Linked DNA regions of Mus musculus: region 2 is linked to region 1. Evidence: chromatin contacts called from public promoter capture Hi-C data. All regions are on one chromosome and are shown on one strand. The core of a region is the stretch at or near the end of the contact, and the rest is flanking DNA. Distances in the headings are between cores, read along the strand shown.

The links. Capture Hi-C pulls out chosen DNA fragments and counts their contacts.
Region 2: a contact with region 1 is called in a promoter capture Hi-C map of liver, with 2.9 times the contacts expected there. The contact joins the promoter of Slc12a6 here to the promoter of Kif18a in region 1. A contact is called at or near these places in 3 of 39 promoter capture datasets (the C10 cell line, embryonic stem cells and pre-B cells), 2 of 484 Hi-C or Micro-C datasets (B cells and CD4 T cells), 2 of 115 datasets of contacts at active chromatin or transcription factors (astrocytes and thymic regulatory T cells) and 2 of 9 other capture datasets (adipose tissue and liver).

What each region holds. Positions count from the first base shown.
Region 1 is chr2:109,277,839-109,284,336 of GRCm38.p6, reverse strand. Kif18a (kinesin family member 18A) reads right to left here and starts at 3,599. Exons shown (of 17, transcript NM_139303.1): 1 at 3,444-3,599. Mettl15 (methyltransferase like 15) reads left to right here and starts at 6,047. Exons shown (of 6, transcript NM_029790.3): 1 at 6,047-6,144.
Region 2 is chr2:112,262,181-112,268,678 of GRCm38.p6, reverse strand. It overlaps Slc12a6 (solute carrier family 12, member 6), which reads right to left and starts at 2,365. Exons shown (of 25, transcript NM_133649.2): 1 at 1,587-2,365. The coding sequence starts at 1,857. It overlaps Nop10 (NOP10 ribonucleoprotein), which reads right to left. Exons shown (of 2, transcript NM_025403.4): 2 at 5,781-6,366. The coding sequence ends at 6,226.

The sequences.
Region 1 (6,498 bases), core at 2,350-4,849:
TCAAGTGCCTTTATCTGCCGAGCCACCTTGCTGGCCATGGGTGTGTGTTTCAGGTGGCCAGTCCAAAAGTCGGAGAGAGCAATAAGCTTGTGCAGACTGAAGGTGAGTTGTTGGCATGGTGAATTTAATTCAATCATTTATTTCTTTTATAAGTGCTTAGTTTCAAATGCCTGGATGTAATTTTATCTGAAATATTTTTTACCTTTAAGAAATATATTTCTGGAACCAGTGTCATGGCCTAATGGATAAAGGTACATTCCTGGGATTCACGTGATAGAATTGCTTCCTATAACTTGTCAGCAGATCTCCACATACAGTTATGCATATGCCCACAGACACATAAAACACACATAGAAAATAAAATGTAATAAATTTAAATGTATATTCACACATAAACTTCTGGACTCGGGTTATTTTGAAAAAGCACATGAAAAGTTTTGAGCAAAAATGATGGGGATATGGGAGGAAGTTACAGGTAAAGTTGATCAAAACATATTGTAAACATGTATGAAATACTCAAACAAAAATTAAAGACATGTTACATGTATATCTCATTGTGTTGATAGTCTCAGTGTTACAGATGCTGGTCTTCAGTACCTGGGTTTAATCTGACCTCCCTCAGCCTCCTCAGTAGCTGAAACTACAGATGTGTCACAGTGCCTGGTTTTTACATTTTGATTATTCTGTCTGCTGTAGGTATTCTAATAAGAAAATTGGACTGTGAGTGGAGCTCTGTGGGAGGGCACAAGTCTTAGGTTCCGACACTAGCATGGAGGAAAGATGGTTTATTCATTTTCTTGACTTTAGAGAGTAGGAAAGATGTATGATTCTTTAAAATTATGGTCAATCTTTCATTGTTTAAAACGATAAAATTAGAATAAGGATGGGACCAAGCTTTTAAAATAGTTAATGAGGATTAAAGAGTTTAAAGCTAATTGGAACTTTCTATAGTTATTTTAAAATGCAGTAAGGATTCAAGTGATACTTGAGAAGAAATTTTGACAGTCTCTTAAAGGAGTTTTAAGAAGTACAATGTCAAGTGTAACTTTGTGTCTCAACCTGCTACAGATTTTAAGATTGATCTTATTTCCTATTCCTCTTTGTTCTTTAGCTAGGGCACCAGAAAGCAAAGATTCCCTTCTCCTACATTAAAGTGATGTTTTCTTTTTCAAACATGGCTAAAAGTCTGGTATCTAGTTGATTCTATATCAAGTACAAAGACCATGTTTAATATGAAACAGATAATTGTTATCTGTGGAATAGGATGAAGATTTGCAAATTCTTTTTGGACAATGCTTTGAGAACAGTATAGACCCTGATCAATTAAGTCATATTCCATCTTAAATGGTATGCTGTTAAAGAAGAAACAAAAGAGCCAGTGGTAAGATTTTTTTTGGTGGGAATAAAGTAAGTCTATAGATTACAGTAGACTATTGATCCATTCCTGAAAGACTGAGTATAAAAGAGGATGATGAAGGGGCTCTAACTGGCAATATTCAAACTAAAGAGCAAATGGTATTTAAGAGCCTTTCCTGCTACAAAATTGTATGATTAATCTATATGTTAGGAAATATAAGAAGAAAAAGAATGCTGAAATGACGGCAAATAGGATTATTATTTTAAACCTATACAGTTCTCAAATATAAATAATAATTAAATTAATAAAAGTATATAAAAATACATAGAATCCAAAAGGTAATTTACTCATGTATAGGCCCTGAGAATTTTCTACATAAAAATTAAAATTATATACTTCCTTTAAAAAAAATAAAAATACTTAGGTGGCATTAAGGATTCTACACATTCTAGATATACACTGTCATTATACATATATCACGTAATGACTGCAGCAATAAATTAATAGTCTGCCAACATGCACTCCCCTTCCTGTGAATTGTTATTTAGTTGGTATGTTTGGATTAGAATCTATTACCCCACTCCCCATCACTGCTCACCTCTGTGTTTTTCCTGGAAGGAGTGAATTATGAAATGTAACTTGGTTTTTTTCCTTTTGTTTTTCTGATACCATACAGTAAGTATTCTTAATGAATATGATTGAAAGGCTTTCCCCAGGTCAGTATGGTGGTAACAGTGATGCTCACATGAGTTACTCTCTGCCAGGAACCATGGCAGACACTTCATACCCAAGTCATTCAACGCGCATAATAACTATGCAAGGTTGCCTCACATACGGAGGAACTTAGTAATGTTTCCAAATGTTATTACTAATATGACAGAAAGCGGACCCAGCTACAAATCCAAATCTCATGACTGAGAAAAAGAAAATGCTTCCAAACAGGTGTATAGAAGCACAATGACATAGCTACGAATTATTCCCAACTCAGGTAGAAAATTCTGATTCGACATGGTTTAGAACAGGGACCTTGCCTCATTTACAGTTTCTATCTGGCTTAAACCTTTCTGTCAGTCACTGATTTGACTGCCTTACTAACACGAGGGAAGATTATCAGTATTGGTGGTGGGCCAATTGTTTTTCTATTGCCTTTCATAGCATTAACAGCATAGTCAATTTATAGTGTCTATTGAAAAGTATAACTACAGTGGGACAAAATGCTCTTTAAAATAAAAAAATCTTAAATATCTGTAAATACTGGTTCAATGAGAATACCTCTCAAGGCAAATCATTCCTGCTGACTGAAATAGTTCTTTTCATACACTGAATTCAATAGCAAGTACTATTTATTAGCTCTGTGGGATTCATATTCTCTAACATCAAAGGTCAAGAAAACCTTCCAAAACCCAAGGTAGGAACTGGACAAAGTGGACTGATGTCACCAACAAAATTAGTTCTACTCCAGTAATCCCCATTCATATTATAATGAGCAACAGTCAGCATTGGCTTTTTTTGTACTAGGCAAGGCAAATGAGCTCCTGCTGAAAAGGCTGCAGAAACTGCAGGATTAGAGGCTGCTTTCTGGCCTCCTGGCACTTTTTTGTCTTTGTTTCTTTTTTTCCGTGACCTTCAGCATCACAGGTGAGCAGTCAGGGCCGGTTTTGCTTGAGGCTACAACTGGGCTCCAGACTGACCTGACAGCCTCTCTGCACAAAAGCTCCTCCCATGAAGTAAAGCCCAGAAGTCGCACACTCCCATGTGCAGCCCAAGCAGGACACTCTGAATTTGGAATCCGGAAGGAACCTCACGCTCTAGGAGGCTGAACTGTGAGCGTCCTCAGTTTAAGTCTGAGAAAGGGACCAGCTTCCCCTCGGGGTTCAGTGGCGAAGCCTAGAACCTCGGTGCTGAGAAAGGCTCGCCTTGTCATGCACACTCGGTAGCTCCGGGTCTTTCCAAGCCGCAATACCGAGGGGACCCTCGACCTGCATCGCCCGCCGAAAGCTAATTTGTCGCCTGACACCGGATCCTCCACTCCGGCGACCCTCGAATCAACCCACGCGTCCCCAGACACAGCGCCCACCTCACTCACCTACAAGAAGTGACCGTCACAACTTGGCAGAGTTGGCTTCCAGGCGCTCCAAACACAGCCACAAATTCAAACCCAAGCCAGCTTCCCCAGCTATCCATCTCATTGGCTGCCGTTCGGATGACGTCAGCACGTCAGACGTTTTCCTGAGCGACTCGCAGTTTGGCGCCAGAGGCTGGGCCTCAGATGCCGGAGGAGAAGTTACTTTCCTGGGCGTCGCCGTGGCAACGCGCGCGGTCGTTTCCGGCAGCCGTGACGGAGGTGGGCGGAGCTCGGGCGGCGGTGCAGGTGGGAAGCAGCCACCTGGGATATTTAGTATTGCCACAGTCCTAGGGTCTGGGGTGCCCTGGGCTTTGGGTGATGTTTCTCTTAGGGGGAGAGGCGGAGTCTGCGGGCCTGTAAAAGGGCCTGGGTTATTTTGTCCTTTTTCCCTTTCTGATTAGTCAAGTTCCCAAGGATTAGGACTCAGGCTTTGGAAGGTATGGTGCCTCCATGTGAATTAATTACAAGTCCCAAGTCTTCTTTTGTCAGGGTTTCCTGGCCTGCTCCCGTTATTACTGATTAAAAATATTTGGTATTTGCGAAAATATTTGCTATTTGCCAGCATTTAACATGCTCCAAGTATGACCTTACAAACTAAAAATCACTTAAATATATTGGCCTAGTCACATTATTGGATCATGGGCTTCTTGTTTCAGATTGCATTATTTCTGAATGTATACATTAGAAAGAAAAATGCATTAAAAACATAGGGAATATTAAAAAATTGGCAGGGTATTTTATATTTGTATTGTTGGCTAGGCAAGCCTTTTATCAGTTGACATTCTCAACCCTTTAGAAAAATTTAGTAGTACGATCTGAATTACATTGTTATTGTTTATATGACTCTATTTAGTAAGCAACTCTTACTTGCAGATTTTAGGAGCATATTAGTACACACTGAAGTCAGCATCCCTTCCCTCCTGGAGTTTAGATTTCTGTAAAAATAGGATGTTACAGGGCAGAGGATTTATGCATGTGTCTGTCTATTGTCTATCTATCTATCTATCTATCTAATCTATTTTATATTTTTAAACAAGGTCTTGCCCAGTAGTCATGGCTGGCCTGGAACTTGCCATGTAGACACAAATGGGCTGGAACATATAGAGATCTTCTTGCTTCTGCTTCCTGTGTGCTGAGATTAAAGGCATAGGCCACCACACCCAGCAGTGCAGAGTACTATTAGTCACATTTTTACGTTGAAATCCCATAGATTATGATTATGTCTTAAATCTACTGAAGAAAATCAGGAGAGTTGCAAATTATACATTATTCTTTGTTTTATGAATTTTTTCTGAGCCCTGGAGAGTGCGTCAATAAAGTGACTACTTATTTCTTATTATAGTATATGTACCAACTAATGCCATCATCATTTTTGTGACATTGGTTTGGTAATAAAAATGAGGAGAGTTTGCAAGGCAGTGGTGGCACACGCCTTTAATCCCAGCACTTGGGAGGCAGAGGCAGGCAGATTTCTGAGTTCAAGGCCTGCCTGCTCTACAGGGTGAGTTCCAGGATAGCCAAGGCTACACAGAGAAACCCTGTCTCGAAAAAAAAAAATGAGGAGAGTTCATTTTGTTTTAAATATTCTTTCCATATATAGTGCTTGACCTTTGGTGTCTCAGGCATATTTTTAACCCCTTAAACATTACCTTACTTTATTCTCAAAACAGACTATAAGATATAAACATATTGTTTTGATTTTATTAGGAGAAAACTGAAGTGTTAGAAAAACTTTTATAGGGAAGTATTTCTCTTGTAAAAGAAACCAAGTCAAAATTAGCCATTTGTTTTTAAAATACTTTCTAGGTCAAGTGACTATAATATATTTTAATTTAGTTTGAAAATATGTTTATCTTGTTATCTTGAAAAATTATATTGGTAAATGACTAAGTAGGCATGTACATTCCATCTTTGTCTTGTTTTGACATTCACACTATATAGGCTTCTTAGTGTTACAAGTGTCGCCACATGTAATCCCAATACTACCCATTTAATTTCACTTCTGCATTGCACTTGCTTGATAGCAGGGTTCCACTAATGAGATCCATACTCTCCAGGAATCATACATTTGGTTAAAACAGAGAGGTTTTAACAATACAACCAATACTATTATTGTGCAGTTGTCAACTCATGAATTTGGCAGAAGTAATAACAGGACGAGAGAACCTCATGCTTTTTAACAAAATTAAAGAGTCGGGGTAGGGGACCGGAACTTCCCAAAAGTACAGGGTTAAGAAGGTTGAAATTTCCACCTTTGGTTAGAAATTGGATGATGCATGGAGCCATTATTTTATAGTAGACAGAAAATTGAAAGTTACATTTAAACTTTCGCCAGACATCAAAACAATTCTTAAAGCAAGCAAACAAACAAACAAACAAACAAACAAACAAAATAAAACCCCCCAAAACCCTTAAAAGTGAGATCTTGTTTTTCCAGGATGATCTTTTGGAAACCCCTGACCCACAACACCCTTTCAAAGTAGGTGCTGGGAGCAGCGGAACTAAAGGCAGACACACTTCAGTTGCTCCGACGGAAGGACGAGGGCCGTCTGTCCGTTCTTACAAGTTTCCCCCACTCGGGACTTAGGTGTACGCAAACAGGTTCTTCTGCGTTTTAGCATCGCGGCCGGCCCAACTTTTTTTGTTGTTTTTGTTGCCTCAGGTGAGGAGAAGTCCCTAGTTCAGGGTTGGAGACAGGGCACTTTTGGTGTTGAGGTTGTGGGGAGTGAATCCCCCGCCTGTGAGGAAATAAGCCCCTCCCCCGTCCCCTCCGGTGTACTGCCGGCCTGGCTTTGGAGAACCCCAGCTTTCCCACCCTTCACTTTTAAGATTGGCCAGGGAAGGCTGAGATCCTTTGACTAAGGGGCGCATCCTCCCTTTTCCACCCCCCCCTCCCCGCCTTAGCCCCCGCCTCCAGCCCCCTAGGTCGCGTTTCTAGCTTTAAAATTAGATTTGTAACTTTTCCTCTCGGGACTAATAGTAATTGTTAGCATCCTGAAGGAAGTTCTATTTATAT
Region 2 (6,498 bases), core at 1,116-3,615, 3.0 Mb before region 1:
TCTAGCTCCTTCATTGGGGACCCTGTGCTTCGTCCAATGGATGGCTGTGAGCATCCACTTCTGTATTTGTTTAATGGGCATTTTTTAACAATTCAAATGTAATGTGATGAATTAAAGATTAAGATCATAATTTGGAAGTAATTTGGTGCTGGCTTGGGATGTAGCTCAGTTGACAGAGTGCCTGCCTTGAGTTCCATCCACAGCATCCCACAAAACTGGGTGTGGTTGAAAAAGGCCTTCAATCCCAACACTTGGGAGGTAGAGCCAGGGTCAAGCTCATCCTTGACCATATAGAAAACTCAAGGTCAGCCTGAGCTACTTGAGATCCTGTCACAAAATATATATATATATATATATATAGATAAATAAATATGGTAGAAAAGGAAGTTATGATCTTTTATCTCATACTTTAACATAGTGTATATAATCCAGTGTAAGGTTTATTAAGCAACAGAAAGCAGTCAGACTAGGAATTAACTCATACTACTGCCATAAAAGAAACATGACTCGCTAAAGATTAGTTAATTTTGGAACTATAAGCTTTACCAAGTCTATCTTTCTCAAGACATTAAAAACAAGCAAATTTGAGGAACTAAAACTATTCTGGCTTCCGGAACACTTAAGGTCAGGAGGAACACTATTTCCTGAGACCGGAAATGGTAAGATAGCCTTGCTTTAACAAGTCACTGTCTAAAGCCATGTTTTCAAACTTGTGTAGAATAGAATTTTTAAAAGTCTTTAAGATTCTTAAGGGAAAAACTTAAATAATAAAAAAAAAGACTTATGCTGGTCCGAATGAGGCATAAAACTAAGTGGCAGTTCTCAAGTTTTTTAACTGAGTCTGGAAAAAGTAACTTTCCTCCTTGCATCACCTCTTCCCACTAAATCAAAGGAAAACTTCTAATTCAAGTCAGGCTCGTCAGCTCAAGGTCAAGTCTGGAAAGTGGTTAATACGAACAGAAGTGGCTTCTATAGGTTCTGACTACAAAACTCAATATACAATATACAAAATAGTTATCTAAAGCTCAGCAGGGAAATTATGTGGGAATCATGCACGAGAAGTCCCTCTCGAAAGTTCCATTCTTTCAAGAGAGTACCACTTCCTTGAGTGAATTCAGTTACTTTAAATACTCTATAAAAACATAAATTTCAAAAAATAATTTTATGACACCCAACTGAATCTGCAAAAGAATCCAGTAAGACACAAGATGTAACAACCTGCCTTAAACGCTGACTTAGGAGTCAAAGCCCCAAAGCTCTCTAGAAAGCGCATATCCAGCCCATTAAAATTTTAGTTTAGAACTTTTTTTGTGTGTTGTAAAAGATTTAATTTTTTAAAAATAGTCATTTTAATTAGAAATAAGACAGAAATAAGGAAACCAAAATAGACATTTCCTTGCCCTCTTGCCAGCTACTTTCCCACGCCAAAAAGACTACTGCAGTGACCTACTAACTGTCGCTATTATTCCCACACTCGTAAGCATCACAGAAACGTGGGCCTTAATTTATGATTATAAAATTAGGGTAGTTAGCCAACATGGACAACCCAAGGGTTGAAACACCCGGCTCTCTGAGTCTCTACTTACCCTCCGTAACATCCTGGGGATTAGAAGTCCGGTCACTGGAAGGATCTAGGGCAACAGTTGCCAGAGAAGTAGTAGCCCCAGACAGTTCGCTCATAGGCTCACTACGGCTTGTTTCTGGCACACTTTCTCGGGAGCTAAATCTTACTCGAGAACTAGACCGAGAGCTGAGGTCCGGGCTGGTGTCTGACAAACCTGGAATGTCATCAATCTTAGTTGGTGTCACCATGAACCGAACTGAGGACATCTTGGTGGTGGCTTCTGGTGGATGCATTTTCCCCCCCCTTTCCTTTTTGACAAAGAAAAAAGGAAAAGCTCACAAAAACTCTTCCTCCTACACTAGCTACTTCTGATTGCAAAAATAGAAGGGGAAAAAAAACCAAAAACCCTCAATTACCCTGATTTACAGCCCACAAAGGCCCAATTAAGAATCCGTGTATAGAATTCAAGCCAGCTGTTTTATAAAGTGCCCCACCAGTAACTGAAAAATAATTTTCGAGAAAACAAAATAAGAACAAAACGATGCTAATCCTGTATAACTTGGTTCTTTCAGAATCCTAGCTATCTCCCCTGGTCCAGGGCTGAGGGCTCCGTGCCATGATCTCACAGCAGCTGGTGACGCCTCCCTCTGCTCAACCCCCAGGGTCCGGATGAGGTAGTTAGTCCTTTATCTGCCGAGTGTCCCACGGTTCTAGCTGAGGACGGAGCATGCAGGCCCACCCTTATCAGGCGTATAAGAGCGTGGATCAGATTGCGCAAAGGTGTGCACCAGCCACCTGTTGTGTATCAGGTGAATACCCCACAGGTCTGGCTGGGAGGAGGTGTGTGCTGAGCCACCCGATGTTTTTGAGGTCGATAATCCACTTGGGTCTGGTGGGAGAGATGCGCATGCATAACGGGAAAATACCCCCACACTACAGGAAGGAGAAAGAGGAGAGCCACGAGAGGATGCCGAAGCAGAGTGGATTCCTGCCTCCCAGAGGTCTCGTCCTGGCAAAGGAGCTGGAGGCGGCGGCTAGCGGATCAGGGCAGCTCCCACTGCAGGGTCGTGGCAGGTCGTGGCGAGTCCCTCAAGCCCACGACCGCTCGCCGTGTTTGCACTGCGTGTGACAGGACGCGCTTTCCTCCCGGGGCCCGTTAGCCTCTCGCCGGCTTTCCTTGGGTCTCGGCGGAGGGAGAAGACGGCCAGGCAGGCTGGTCCCGGCTACGGAGGAGGTCGCAGGTGCGGGAGCCCGCGCCAGCTGATGCGGGTGCGCGCGCAGCTGTTGTTTACTAGCCGCTAACCGTTCCGGAGCCGCGGCGCGCAGGAGGCCCCCTCCCCGGCAGACGCCCGAGGCCGTTACGTGACCTCGCCGCCCCCCGCCCCGGGCGCGGCGGGCTGTGCCCGCGCCGCCGCAGCCCTCCCCTTTCCGCCCCTCTCGTTCCTCATTCGAGGTTAACCGTCCGGAGAAGTCTGGGGAGCTAGAGGGCGGCGCCGTCCTGCGGCCGGGCAACAGCAGCCCCGCCCGGAGCATGCAGCGCGGGAGACAGAGGGCACCACGCCTGCGCGGACCGGCGACTCTCACGTGGAGCACGACGGGAACTGTAGTCCGCCCTAGGGTCTGAACGCGTGTGGCGAGCTGCTTTTTCCTCACCTGTGCTCCACGTACTCAGTATGCTGCTTAGAGGCACTCAGTGAACACTGACCCGCGAACCGCAAGGGTCATCTCTAAAAGCTCTCTGGAAACCTTAACTCTATGGCACCCAAACCTCCCATTACGGTATCTAGTTACCTTAGATGTGACCTCTGTAAAAATTCAGTTGTCTTTTCTAAGACACCTGTATCTTGTTCATCATTATGGGCTACTTTCCCCTTTCTTGTTCATATCCTTTTGAAACTGCAAGCCAGGCTTAAATTTCCATTAAAGAGAACTTATACAGACATGGAGAAGACATTGGGATATCTGCTCTGCAACATTTCCAGGATTTGACCCACTTTATTAACACTAGAATGTTTATTTAATTCGTCAAGGTGTTTTAATAACTTTCAGTTCAACCATGTTTTACTTGAAAACGCTCTGAAAGTTTGATCAAAATGCAGAAACTCACTGGAGCCTTTCCTGAGACCTTTCCTTTCCTCCTAGTTGCAAATCAGTGGACTTAATAATGGAGCAGGAGGCTAGACCCTCAGTGGTTAACAGCGTTTACTGCTCTGAAGGAAACCCTAATTCCGTTCCCAGTTCTCATGGCCCTGTAACTCCAGGTCTAGGTGATAAGACCCATGCTGGCACTGCACTTAAATACACATAAAAGATTTATAGTTTAAAAAAAAAATGAATCAAAACCATCTTAATTCCAGGGCTTGGAAATTCACTTTGACCAAATGGCAATTTCCAGTCGAGTTTGATAGCTTGGAAATAAAACGAAACCCGTTAAAATGTAAAATTGTATTAGATCTTTGAGTATTTGACATATCCAAAGCCCTTGATTCTATCCTCATCAGTGAGGGTGGGGGCAGGGTTAGAAAACTGGTACACTTATTTATTTTGAGTGTACAAATACATGAGTCCTTCTGATTATAGGTCCCAGGATCTGAACCCAGATCTGCAGGCTTGTGGGTGAAGCACCTTTGCTGCCAAAATACCTCTTTTGCTCTTTAGAGAAAGTGAAACATGAGTTCATGTTGCACAGGATGTCCTCAAACTATATAGCCGAGGATGACTTTCTTTTTTCTTTTGTTTTTTTTCCAGACAGGGTTTCTCTGTATAGCCCTGGCTGTCCTGGAACTCACTCTGTAGACCAGGCTGGCCTCGAACTCAGAAATCCACCTGCCTCTGCCTCCCAAGTGCTGGGACTAAAGGTGTGCGCCACCACTGCCCGGCAGAGGATGACTTTCAACTTCTGACCTGCCTTTACTTCCCAAGTGCTGGAATTATGGGGTCACTAAACCCAGTCTTCTGTAAAGCTATGTGCATGTTAGAAAGTCACTGGACCTACTATGTTATGTACACCCTCAGCTCCCTTTAGTTTTCTGATACAAGGACTAACTACATAGCCTAGGCTGGCTTGGAACTCATAGGGATCCTTCTACCTCATTCTATGACAGAATTAGACATCAGCTACCATGCACAGCCTGGATTTTTAAATATAGCCTATAGCTAGCTAATGGCTGGGCAGTGGTGATGCACACCTTTAGTCCCAGCACTTGGGAGGCAGAGGCAGGCAGATTTCTGAGTTCGAGGTCAGCCTGATCTACAGAGTGAGTTCCAGGGCAGCCAGGGCTATACAAACCCTGTCTCGAAAAACCAAAACCAAAACCAAAACCCAAACCAAACAAAAACCTTACAAATGTACTGTGTCTTGAAAAACCAAAACCCACACCAAACCAAACCAAAAACCTTACAACTGTTCTTGAAGAAAAGAAGCCCATCTCCTCAGGAATCTACTTTCTAAGGCAGCCTTGATGGCCATTCAAACTTCACAGACTTTACAATGACATTTTGCGCAATTTCTGCTCTCTGACACATGCCAGTCTTTTTGCATGTATTTATATGCACTACCTAGCTCACTCTGACAGCTCTTCCTCTTGCCCCCAAACACATAATCAAGCTCCCTAAAGCCATGTGTATCCAGGGGATTGTCTAAGTCATTGCTAGAGTCACACGTTTCCTTTTCTCCATGGTGACTAGTACTACCTCCAGGTTGAAGTCTTTATTTTGGTATGCACAGCTCGTGGCATAGAAGTAATGCTAACAATGCTAATGTTTTATTTTTGCAATCGAAGGACAGAATTAATTGTATCCAATACTGAAAAAAACCAAGAAGACATATCTCCTACCAGACAGATTTCACTGGCTTGGTAAAGAAACATCCACAGGCTGGCGCACACCTTTAAGATAGTGTTCAAAGGCAGAGGCAGTTAGACCTGAGGTCCAGGGCAGCCAGCTCTACATAGAGACTCTGTCTAAAGAGAGAAAAAGAAAACTTCCAGGGTTGGGCATACTTGTTATCTCAGAACTCAAAATGTAGTGGTAGGACTGGAGAGAGGGGTGCTTCCCAGAGGACCTGTGTCTATCCCCTGCAGTCACAGAAAGACTAGCTATCAGTCTCTAGTCACCAGGGATCTGACTCCCTCTTCTGGTCTTGATGGTTACTGGCACATATAGGCATAGACACATGTCGGTAAAATACTAAAACACACATACATTTTTTTTTACTCTTTGAGGAATTCAGAATATTTTTTAAAGGGCCCACAATTAGACAGTAGTTTTCCAGGGAATGCTGACCTTTGTAGGAGTCTTTCACAGCCTTTTTCCCCCCAACACCCTATCGTCGATGGCACACAGTTCTATTGCTACAATGAGGGCTTACGAATGTTCTCAAGTGGCCTTGTACTACCAACGGTACTACCCTTCCCCCATCTCTTCCTCCAACAACACACAAAATGAACTTTCAGTTCACTATATCTTTAATAACCTGGCATGAAAAAAAGAAAGAAAAATATTGTTCCTTTTACAGGCGAGGCCCATCAGTATAGACTCATTCACGTGGTGAGTGAGATAGGATTCCAAACAGCATGGGAAGGCTTCAAGGCTTACAGATTGACGCGTTTGGTTGCTGATAATAGGCCGAGGCATGAGCAGCGTAAAAGATTAACGAGCCCTCAGAGGACAGGACGCGGTTGCTGGGTCATGAGCACCTTGAAGCGTTTCTTGATGGTGATTCGGTGTCTTGAATATTTGTCATCTGGGGAGAACCGAGCAGGATGGGCGGAGCAAGTCTGTTGTCCCATAGGGTCAAATTTCTGCTCAAGGAAAAATAAAAAATATCTCAATATGAGTGGTGTGATAGAAAGAAACAAGAAAATGGGTGACCTGAGGCCAGGAGATCGCGTGGTCAGAAAAAGAAGCCACTGCCTATCTACCACGTTTTGGCT